2 separate regions of the Rattus norvegicus genome follow, and region 2 is linked to region 1. A link is a contact called in public Hi-C data. All regions are on one chromosome and are shown on one strand. The core of a region is the stretch at or near the end of the contact, and the rest is flanking DNA. Distances in the headings are between cores, read along the strand shown. Region 1 overlaps Zfp462 (zinc finger protein 462). Region 2 overlaps LOC120103069 (40S ribosomal protein S18-like).

The links. A called contact is a pair of places that touch in the nucleus more often than the background predicts.
Region 2: a Hi-C map of psoas muscle shows a contact between it and region 1, with 2.5 times the contacts expected there. The contact joins two enhancer-like sites. A contact is called at or near these places in 3 of 12 Hi-C or Micro-C datasets (Schwann cells, frontal cortex and psoas muscle).

Annotation. Positions count from the first base shown.
Region 1 is chr5:74,548,690-74,554,237 of GRCr8, reverse strand. All of the region lies in intron 7 of Zfp462 (zinc finger protein 462), which reads right to left. Among named protein-coding and RNA genes, the nearest start is that of Zfp462, 83 kb to the right of the region's middle. Within about 2 kb of position 2,632, at least 7 of the 93 cell types and tissues checked have an H3K27ac peak or open chromatin away from gene starts, as enhancers often do.
Region 2 is chr5:74,771,805-74,777,352 of GRCr8, reverse strand. The region is part of intron 1 of LOC120103069 (40S ribosomal protein S18-like); the gene reads left to right. Among named protein-coding and RNA genes, the nearest start is that of Trnal-aag10, 110 kb to the right of the region's middle. Within about 2 kb of position 2,247, at least 11 of the 93 cell types and tissues checked have an H3K27ac peak or open chromatin away from gene starts, as enhancers often do.

The DNA of each region.
Region 1 (5,548 bases), core at 1,383-3,882:
CGGATACACAAAGAGATAGCGAGAGAGAAGCCGACAGACTCACACACACACACAGAGAGAGAGAGAGAGAGAGAGAGAGAGATATGAAAGAGAGAGGCAAACAGACTCACACATACACAGAGGCATGCGGAGAGAGAGAGAGAGACAGAGAGACAGAGTGGCAGAGACAGAGAGGCAGACAGGCAGACAGGCAGGCAAAATAATGAAACACAGTGGTACTGCCAGTGGGGACAGAATTGTAGAAGTCAGTTGGCTCAGAGGTAGGATTATTGTAGAAATCTGCAGCAGCAGAAGTCTCGCATCCTGGGATACACACAGCCAGATCCCACCAGCTCTTCCAAATGCTACCCTGTTCATGGCAGCTTCTGAGCAGGCTGGTGAGCCTGTGGAAATCCCCAGGCCTTTGCAGAAGAGAGATGTTGCTTCATTGCTTTCTTTGTGATTCCTTTTGCAGCTCTAATTCAGGTCAATTTAAGAAATATTTATTGAATGGTCTGCCAAGTGCGAGGCCTCTGGAAAAAAATAGGAAGCAGTCCTTGACCTCAGTAGCACAGTTTTTCGTCAGACAGATATGGGAGCTGATAATTATACAGATATTTGGCAAGTCAAGAAATGGAAGTGAGTACAGGGGTCAAAAGCATACTTTGTACTTATCCCCTGGCAAAATCTCACTTTCAGCCCATTACTCTAAACAGTCTAGACAGTCTGTAATCTTGATTTTGTCATTTAACTTATAGACCAATTTGCTAAGCTTTAAAATGTACTAGGTTCAAGAAAACAGCAGAGAGATGGGCCTGGTTGTAGTATTTTTTAGGGGAATATCAGTCACTCTGAAAATGAAATTAACTTTTGATAGCAAACTTCAAAGGTCTTATACGATTCTAAAAACCCTGCCATGTATGTATGTATGTATGTATGTATGTATGTATGTATGTATGTGTATCACATGTAAAAAACAAAGATCTGAAGACTTTAACCACTCTGCATTTCTCATTGGGAAAGAATATTTTTGGCTTGTTTATCTTTAGAAGTGGATTCTCATATTTCCAATGTGTGTGCGCATGGTTCATCAGGTGACAGAACCCATCACGTGAGAACAAAATCACAAGAAGGAAAATGTATTTGCTATGGTTATTGTTTTTTAAAAAAGATGATTAAAACAATAAAATAAGTTCTGAGGATTCGTTTGTTTCTGTTTGTTTGTTTTGCCTATTCATGGAACAAACATGGAGACAGCCCCACAGCGAACACTTAGTAGAGCTTATACACATGATAGGGAGGAGGGGGTGTACAGGTGACCCCAAAATTTTATGCTAGGCACGACCATGAGTTGGTCTTTAATTATGAGTAGGTAAAAATGTTGCAAAAAGAGGGAAGAAATTTCATGTAGATTGTAATACATCGTTATTTATGATAAGATTAATTTTTCTATGTGCCCATGTATGAGCACATGTATGCTGTGCCCATAGAGGCTATAAAAAGGTCTGAGATCCCTTGGAGCTGTAGTTGTGATGGGCCGGATATGGGTATTGGGATCTGATCTCTGGTCCTCTGGAGGACCATGGAGCTGTCTCTCCAGCCCCTTCCTGACTATTCTGAATGCATCCTTATTCCTGCAGAGCCAGAGGCAGACTTTAACATACCAAGTGCTTGGAAGCATCGGGCATCTCCCACCAGCGCCAGGCTCCCTGGCTGCTGCTCTTTCCTATTCTGTCTGTTTCCTAACAAATCCATGGCCTTTCCTCAGTGTTAAATTCTTTCCTGTGCTGTGCTTCCATTCTCTTACCCCCACCACACACCCTCCCTTTCTCCAGCTAGACGGGTCTTACAGTTCAGTCCTACCATAAGCTCTTTCTCTTCCCCCATGTTCTCTGAGCCAATCCTGTCTCCTTCCCATAGCTACTAGCCATTAAAAGCTACATCATCAACTTCTCACTTTGTATTTCTGGTCCTTTAACCTATAAGCCTAGTCACTTAGGCTTTAAATATCAGTCGAGAACAATATCTCGTCTCTGGTTTCCTTCAGAAGATTCCAGAACCCCAGAGCACGCAAGAGCTATGTTATAGCTAGTCCATGTCATCGCCTAGATGTGCAGTTTTGCTGTTAGACCTTGATGGCTCAAACAGGCAAGGATACGAGCTTTGGATATAATGTGCAAAACCCAACTCCACCACATCTAGGTTTTGTGATTTTTGAACTCATCATCTCAGCCCTCAGGACTTCAGTTTCCTTCTCATAAAAATCAAATGAATCACTTGTGCCTCTCACTCGTGACACGTATTAAGGCAGATGATCAATTTAAAGCAATCAGCAAGAGTTAAGTTAATAAAAATGATTATTTTTAATCACTTAGGAAGCAAACATGGAGACATACAGGGTCCTTATATAAACCATAATGGATGGCTTTCTCTCTAGTCCAGAGGGAGAAAATCAGCAGCAGTGCTAAAAGCTAAGACTAGATGAAGGGTTTGCATGGTCTGAGGTCTCTGTGTGGCTTTCAGTGCAGTTGTGGAAAACTTGCAGTGTGTGAAAATAAAAGATGATGTAAGAGGCTTGGCTTGTGAGATTCATCTAAGAATATTCTGAGGAAGCTAAAGAACCTAGTGGTGGAACTGACTCCCAGAGAGCAGTGTGCTGGTATATGAAACTTAAGCTGGACCTTGTCTCCCTCCCCCCAGCCGCCAGCCAAACAGCTCCCTGGGTGGAGCCTGGAAAAGGATTAGAGCCCTGAAAGCCAGAAATGATTCCTTCCTAGGCCTCTGCAGCAAAGGACAGACCCCCAGTTGAAAATAAATACATCGTTCATCTGAGTTCTCACCTTTCATACCACCACGACCTTTCCTTATCTCATTTTTTATTGATCTGCTAGCATCACCACTGAGATTTTACCATAGGGTATGTCTGATACAGGATTCTGAGTGACTTAGGAAAATACACACACTATGAAGACATGCTTTCCAAGTCACATCATCAAAACTTAGAGAGCTTTTCTATTTTTTTTTTTAAAGAAAAATAGTAGTGGTTTTCAAAACTATCTTTAGTATCTTGTCATCTCAGCACTTAAGAATAGAAATTCTTTTCACAAGCTAGTCTTCCTCAGGAGACACATCCTTCACCCCAGCAATGCTCCATTTGCCCCAGCAATGCTGCCTTACATCTTTCTCTCTGAATCATGGTTCATTCCTACTGCTCTCCCTGGATTCTGTATTCTTCCTGTGCCACGGGTAAAGTTCTCTTACAAACAGCAGGGTTTGGAAGAAAAGAGAGGACTTCTAGGTCATACAGGTCTTAGGACAGCTTGAAGAGCTTCTGATCAAATTAAATCAAAGTAAAACAGGAAGCTCAAGGTAGGCAATGATATGAAAAAGAATCAAGATTATTTTAGATGATCGGAGTAATAATTGAATGTATTTTTTTAACCTAGCATGAAAAAGTAGGTTTCTTTTCTTCTAGACATTTCCCCTGGGGCTCTGGAAGGCAGAAGAAAATCTCCACCTAGCTCAGTGGGGCTACAAAAGACAGATGTGGATTATGGAGCAAACTCCAGTGTTGCTAGGAACTAGTTTTGTGTGTGTTTGGTAATATGTGATTTATAGTTCTGATGACCAAGTGTTTCTGTTGGCTTGGGGAACGGGAGATGGGCTTGTTGACTAAGTCCCCAGGACATGGAAAGTCCACACTTGAAATGTCGTCTAATCTTTCACACACAAAAATGTGGCTGGCTCATAAACACTAAAATTCACTGTGTAAATGTACAAAACTCTCAAACAACTTTTTAAAACTGTAAAGTCCCAAATCTGGGGCAGGTGGGTTTCTTGGGAAGGGTCTATCACACAGTCAGGTTTAAGATGGTCACCGGTTTGGAAGTTTCCTGCATTGCACTAATGCCAGCGCTAGTAGCTTATCCTCTGGAGACCAGAGTGCAAGCTAGAATCTCTCAGGCTACTTTGTTTCCTGGGAGCCAAAGTTTTTGAAGACTTTACAGTAGAACTGTCATTCTTTAAAATAAGCATAAAATAAACTCCAGACTGCATTCTATGAAGAAATTATGTCAAAGAGGGAAGGTTAGTGGTGTCTGGTCAGATAGTTCTTAGACCAGCAGAACCTATTAAAAATTATAGTCAAGCCATTAAAATTATGTCTTATATCCCATGTGCTATAAACGATGTAAATCTCTGTATCTTACAATTATTCACCCACAAGTCTCCATTTCACTGCTGTCATTTTTTTAAAGAGAGAAACCACCTCTTTTTTTTTTTTTCCTTCACCCCAGGAGAAATCTGATTGCAATTGGAACCTGCGTGGAAGGTCTGATGCCCTACCAACTAATTGGATCCTCTCAAAGGTTGGATTTTATGTCTGACCTATTTAGAGCTCTCAAAAGCTTCTCCTCAGAAAGCCGGCATCCCAGATCTCAATTTTTAGGTGTCAAGTATCGTAGCAGCCAAGGTTAAATGAGTTGATAGTTTAGAGATAGCCTCAACACTCTTCTCCTTCGTGCTTACTCACATGTAACTCACGCACTGGTGTTTTGAAGGCTTTTCCTAATGTCTTGCACTTGACACCTTGGAATATCCCATATATTAAATATGTTGGCCAAGACAAGAGTTGCACACAAAGTGGGCATCTCATAGCCATTACTACAATGCTCTAGGGAGAATAAAAGTCCTACTTGTCATCAACAAGTTTTTATTGGTCTGTTTTATTCTATGAAAAACCTTGGAGCTTGGATTTCATTTTCCCAAAACTTTGCATCTTGAGAAACATACAAAAAAACTGCCCGTTGTGGGTGACTATGTACTGGCTCTAAGAGGCAACTCGGCTACCTGGCAACCTTCTAGCAATGCCCCTCTCTCTCCAGTCCTACCATGCTGCTACCGTCTTATGACGCTCTACTTCAAGCCTGAGTTCCCCTCCTCCACAAAGGACAGTGACAACATTTCAAATACTACATTAAGGAAGATCTGTTCACTACAGCAGAAGAGTTGCATCAGATGCTCTGTGAGAACATCTCCCTGTGAGAACAGTCCCTAAGGCTTCATCTTCAAATTGTTGTTTTTTGAAACTTTCTCTTAAATGGATAGAAACTTAACACTGGGATGCATAGTTCTGTGGAGTTGGGTAAGCACAGGGACTCAGTACTGTCAATTGAATTGAAAATTAGGAAGCTTCCAGGAAACCAGTCACAAGAACATTGCATTTCCAAAGTACCAACCCAACTGTCTTATGGTATATCCACAAGGGCAAATACAGACCTCAGAAAAGGGACAAAAGAATAATCCAAAGAGTTAGAAATCAGCCTTCAAAGTACGGGAGGGAGAATCACAAACATATAAGGAGAAGCAGCCAGGGAAAACATCCTTCCGCATACTCAGGGAAGCTTACTCAACAGGTAAAGTCGGAAGGATGAACTTAGCAGCTACAGAAATGGTTGGGAACATCAGGATTGGTTATTGAAAACATTCTGCAATGAAGAATGACTGAAGTCAACTTTGAATGAATAGAGAAGACTGTGATTTTCGGATATGAGTTGTCTATGGTTCCTCA
Region 2 (5,548 bases), core at 998-3,497, 220 kb before region 1:
ACAGACACATGTACATACATACATACATACAGACAGACAGACATACAGACAGACAGACAGACAGACAGACATATGGAAAACCAAAGCAATAATAACAATGGATGCTGGAACATGGACACAAGAAACCAGGCAATACCAAACATTCCTGGCATCTGCCAGGAGCCAGGAGAGGAATGGGGGGTGACTGTGTGTGTGTGTGTGTGTGTGTGTGTGTGTGTGTGTGTGTGAAGGGGAAGGACCTGTCCCAGAACCTTCAGAGGGGACAGCTTGGTTTTAGGTTCCAGGCTTCCAGAACTCTGAAAAAGCCCATTTACTGGAGGCGTGTGTGGCATTTTGGGGCTCCTCGTATTTAGTGAGCTCTATGAGGAATCTAGTCCGTCTTTCCTCCCTGACAGCTATCAGCCCAGGTCTGGAATGCTCCGGCAGTTCTCTGGCTGGTTTTCCTGCGTTTGCTAAATGGAATAGTACCAAGAGCTCATGACTCCAATGGATCCTGTGTTTATCTGGCTGACAACCAGAGAAAATTTTCTCCCTCATGACCCTATGACGAAGTTAGCTGGATCCTGGTTAAAAAAAAAGAAAGAGAAAAAGAAAAAGAAAAGTCACCTATGCCCTGAGCAAAGCTTTCATGCAAAGCTCTGGTGGAATACTAAAGGGACAATGTTTCGGAATGTGTCTGAGCTCACACGGCAAGAGACACAGGCCTATTTTTGCACCTGCTCCGCTAATAAATGAGAGCCTGTGTGGCAGAATTTTCTGTGGCACCTGCTTTCATTACGGCGCACAGGGACCCATGGCCTGACGACCTCTTCCATCTACATAGTGAATAACAAAATTGACTCAGGTCAGTTCTAGCCAAGAGGGTCATGGAAAGAAGTTCAGTTTTGGAATGAGACAAATTTGGGCTAAAATCCCAGCTGTATCTCTGACAGCCTGAGTCACCTACGATGTCCCTTCACACTGGTGACAATGATCCCTGCCCGCCTCACCAGGCTGTTGCTATAATTACGTGAGATCAAGCATGGAGAGCATTACAAGTGTTTGCTGTCATTCAGTGTCCGACTGGGCTCAGTCACACAGCTAAGAAGTAAGGAGCTGTCCGAGGTCTCACCCCTGAGGACAAGACCTTTCCCCCCAAGCAGAGAATGAGGGACTTGAACATTAATTAGGAATCCAGGGTGCAGGGTTATACGTACTTTCACATACATTCTCTTTCTTGATTTTTCACAGAAGCCTTTTGTTTTTAAAAATTCTTGTCCCCATTAAAAAATATAAGTGCATTTTGGAAATAGGGCTCAGAACAGGTACTGCTTGTTATTGTCTTTGAGGTAGTGGTTTCCCTGGGAGCTTCAAAACTCCCTCCCTCCTCTGTGCAAGGTACCTCCCAGACCTGTGAGTGTCTAAGCTGGGGCCCCCTTCAGAGCTTTAACCCTGACTGTGCTCTAGACTTTATAAGCCACTTTCTCTCAAATTGCAATGGTTTTTATTTTACTCCCTTGTGAGGAGAGCAGAGTCAATTTCCATTGTGCCTGTCCTGAAGGTAGGGAAAACCAAAGGTCAGAGAAAATTCTGCAAAGATTTGGACAAGAACTAGTGTGTGTGTGTGTGTGTGTGTGTGTGTGTGTGTGTGTGTGTGTACATGTGCTCACTCTATATCGATGCCCTCAGAGTGTCCTCTTCTGATCATAGTTGCACCTAAGAAAAGGTAGACTTGGAGACTTGGGTTTATGGAGAATTCATTACTAGCAAAAGAGAACCAGGTTCTGATGGCCGGCACCAGTGGCATCATCTGATCCCTGTATGCCTCTTCCAGACCATGCGTTCCCTGCCATCTAGAGCAGAGGCCAGAGGGTTTTCCATGTGTGCCTGTCATACCCATTTCATTCTGCCTCTGTTTTTCCATCTGCTCATGTAGGCTCTGTAGTTACGGGTTTGTCTCTGCCAAATGTTTCTGAGGTCTGGAATGGAGAGAGAGCAGCAGAGGCCAGAGCATTGATGCCATGGGAAAGTTGGCTTTTCCAAGGATCTTTCTCCTCCTCCCCAGGTTCTTGGGGGTTGGGGGTGTGTCAGTGGACAATTAAGACATAGCGCTGGACAACAGAAGCCTCTGACAGTCTCACGGATCAGCCTGGTACCTCCACTCCCAGCATTCATGGGCACACACAGTTCCTCCTGGGACAATGCCACCAAGTCATCTTGAACTGTGGAACCAGAGTACCCAACGTCATGAGAGAACACAGAGGCCTCTTTCTGGCTGGTGGTGTGATTTCAACAGAAAACCCTTCTCAGGCAGGAAGAAGCAATTCTCGCGCCGTGTCCCTAACAAAAGCTGACCTCTTCTTCAGTGGCACTACTGGGCAGGGCCAGAATCAAGCTGGGGTTATTTCCCCAGCATTGCCATAGTCATAGCAACAGCTTTGATTAATGCCATGGCCCATTAGAGAGATAATGTCAGCCCTAATCAGAAACGCCTCAAGTAGCTCTCTTTGCATTTTGGTAAATGGAGTAATCACATTACGGTTGGATGTGTCTGGGAGCTGATTGCTGTCTCGAAAGTCTGCCTGATTTTCCAGGTTAAGGGGTGTCAGGGGGCCTGAGCTGCAACTAATCATGGTGCATTGTTAGGAGTGTTGAGGGGAAAACAGAAGGCACAGAGACAGATGGGGAGGTTGCTGCCCTATCCTCCTCCTGGGTCAACAGGGGATCCCTGGACTGGTGGTCTATTGGCAGGGACTGCTTTCCTGAGGATGAGCTCAGTGTCGCAGAGATGGTGACCGTGCTGTGGATAAACACAAGGAAGGAGAGCACGGCCAGCAAGAGCAGGCAGGTGCCTCAGTTGGGCCCGGCTTCCCCTTCTCCTTCTGTATCAAACTGCTGCTGATGGACAGCCAGCCTCGGGTCATGCCACTGGGCTGGAAAACTGGCAGGAGAGTGCTCACTTTTGGCCTGGAGATAGGAAACGGCAGAGGTGACATGTGCCCCTTGTAATGAGTGTACACTTGCTCTGTCATACTAGTCCTTGGACTTTGGCAGGTTCTGCCTTGTGGGAGACTCCGTTGAAGCTTCAGACTTGAGGGGAAAGTCTCAATGCATCTTGGGACAGGATGACATCCCTTCCTCTCTCTGTTTGTTGCAGAGAAATCATGAGAAGGAGAGGTGACATCTCTGAAGCCTGCACTCTCATCCGGAATGGATGCTCAGTTCCATCTCTCAAGAGACCCTCCCTATACTGATACCTCTGTCTGCCTTCCAACCTGACTGCCTTTGTTTCTGCAGGTCTACAGGGTGACAGTAGCAATAAATCATAGCCACCCATATGGAGAGATTAAGAGGAGGACCCGAGGAAATATGCATTGAGCCCCTGGAGGCTATTTTCAGATGCTCCTGGGAGGCTTTTTTTTTTTTTTTTGGAAAGGAGTCACACAGTTAACTATTTATGACAGTTGGAAGGCAGAGCAGAAATAGAAGAGCAGTACTTGGTGTCCCCGCCAAGACTGAGAGGTAAAAATCTTCTCAGAGGTCTAAAGCCACTTCAGAGCCATTAAATTTACTGTCTGTTAGACAACATTTAATATCTAGGATAACATTTTATTTTGGGACCCAGCAATAATTTTTTCTTTTCTGTTTTAAAAATTATCTCAGGGCCTGCCAAGTTGATGAGATAGAACTGTTACAGGGTCACAATGCTACCCTGTGGCTCCATCCCCATGGACACAGATCCTTAGCCAGTGAAACTGAAGTTCACCTCAGAGCTTCAAGATCAAGGTCCCTGGTCAGGGTTGGGGTGTGGAAAGTTATGGTGGGGAGACCAAGGACAACAAATAGATAACACGTTATGACATCACGAATCAGCCAATCTCCGTTTTCCATTTGTCTCTGTTCCAGGCTAAATTTTATCTTAATGAATCAATATTCTTCCCAGGAAGATGTTGGAATAGACACATTAAAGGACCCAACATTACAGCTTGACCTCAGCTCTTACAGACTGGTGTTCTACTGACTTGGAGAGAATGGATTTCCCAGGCTGTTTCTCTAACAGCTTTGTAAAGCGCCACAATGACCTCCCCTGGAGACATGTCCTTGACCATCAGTGCTCATAAACACAGCTGATCAAGGGCTTGAAAAATAAATCAAATTGAAGATGTGGCACCTTGACACCCTCCCCCACCCACCCTAGCCAACAGCTTTAAGCTAAACGAGTGGGTCTCAACCTATGGGTCACAACCCCATTTAGGGGTCGAATATAATATATCTTCCACATCAGATATTTACATAACAATTCATAACAGTAGCAAGGTTACAGTTATGAAGTAGCAATGGAAATAATTTTACTGTTGGGGTGAACGGTATTAAAGGGTCAACAGCATTAGGAAGGTGGAGAACCATTGAGGTAAATGAACACAAGAGATTCCCAGGAAAATGAGTTAACATTGTGGTCACAGTTTCTACTGTTCCTGCTGGCACTCTCGCTAGCTGTCTAATCCCGGACCTGAGATGGATCCAGTCAGTGGCAAGATGTGCTGCAATCTTCACCCTCCCTCAGTCCTGTCTACTGGGTTTCCCAGGCCCACCATTCTGACGAGCCTGTTACCACCTCAGACAGACCCGTTATACACATAGATCTAATTTAGGTCTACGTAGATTGTCTTCTTGATGGCCACTCCTTCTTGAGTCTTCAGTTTGGTCAATGGCATCTAACACTCTGAAACTGGCCATTTGGGTACCACCAATGTTGGGACTTTGGCTCTGTGAGACACTGCTCCCTCTGCAGATCTGGTAACTGTAACTGATCGTGCTTCTATTGATGGCTGTTTTCTTTGGTCCTAGCTAATCTCCTCACCCTGACTCCATGTGTGCTGTCCTTATTGTTACCTTGCACAGAGTTTGTATGGGAGCCTAGCAAATTGTGAGCTTCCCAAGAGCAGAAACCTCATTGGATTTCCCCCTTCCTGTACCCCTGTCACCTAGTGTCACAGCCAGCACAAAGTAGGAACACTGAACGCATATTTGATGCATGAATCAGAAATGAACATGTAGCCCATTTCAGCAGAAGGGAGGGATTTACTCGTTTGGTTTTTGATGACCTATAGCTACCCGATGTCAATTAAACGAAAAGAGCCAATTATCAACCAGCTCTAGCAGGATTTATCACTTCTGAAGTGGTACCCTCTTCAGAGAGACTGGTGTCCGTGGTGAACAAGCACCTAAGACAGAGGTCAGTTCTTATCTGTCACTAATGTCTCTGTTCACGCCAGAGAGAGAAAAATTTATTATTCAGAGGGGAAGAAACGTGGTTGGAGGTGGCTAGGTTCCCAGCTGATGTTATACGTGAGTGAGTCACCAAGTGAGTCTCCCCTTTAGTTTCCTCATCTGGAAACAGATTTCTCCCTCTGATTTATAACTCCATTAACAGATAATTTTGTCCCAAGTCCCAACGCATTCGTTTTCTGTCCTGCCTTTTGGTCCTATCACAGCACCTCACAGGGGAGAGCCTTTGCCTGATTTTTTATACATCACCACCAGGTGGCAGGAGCGTGCTGCAGTCCTT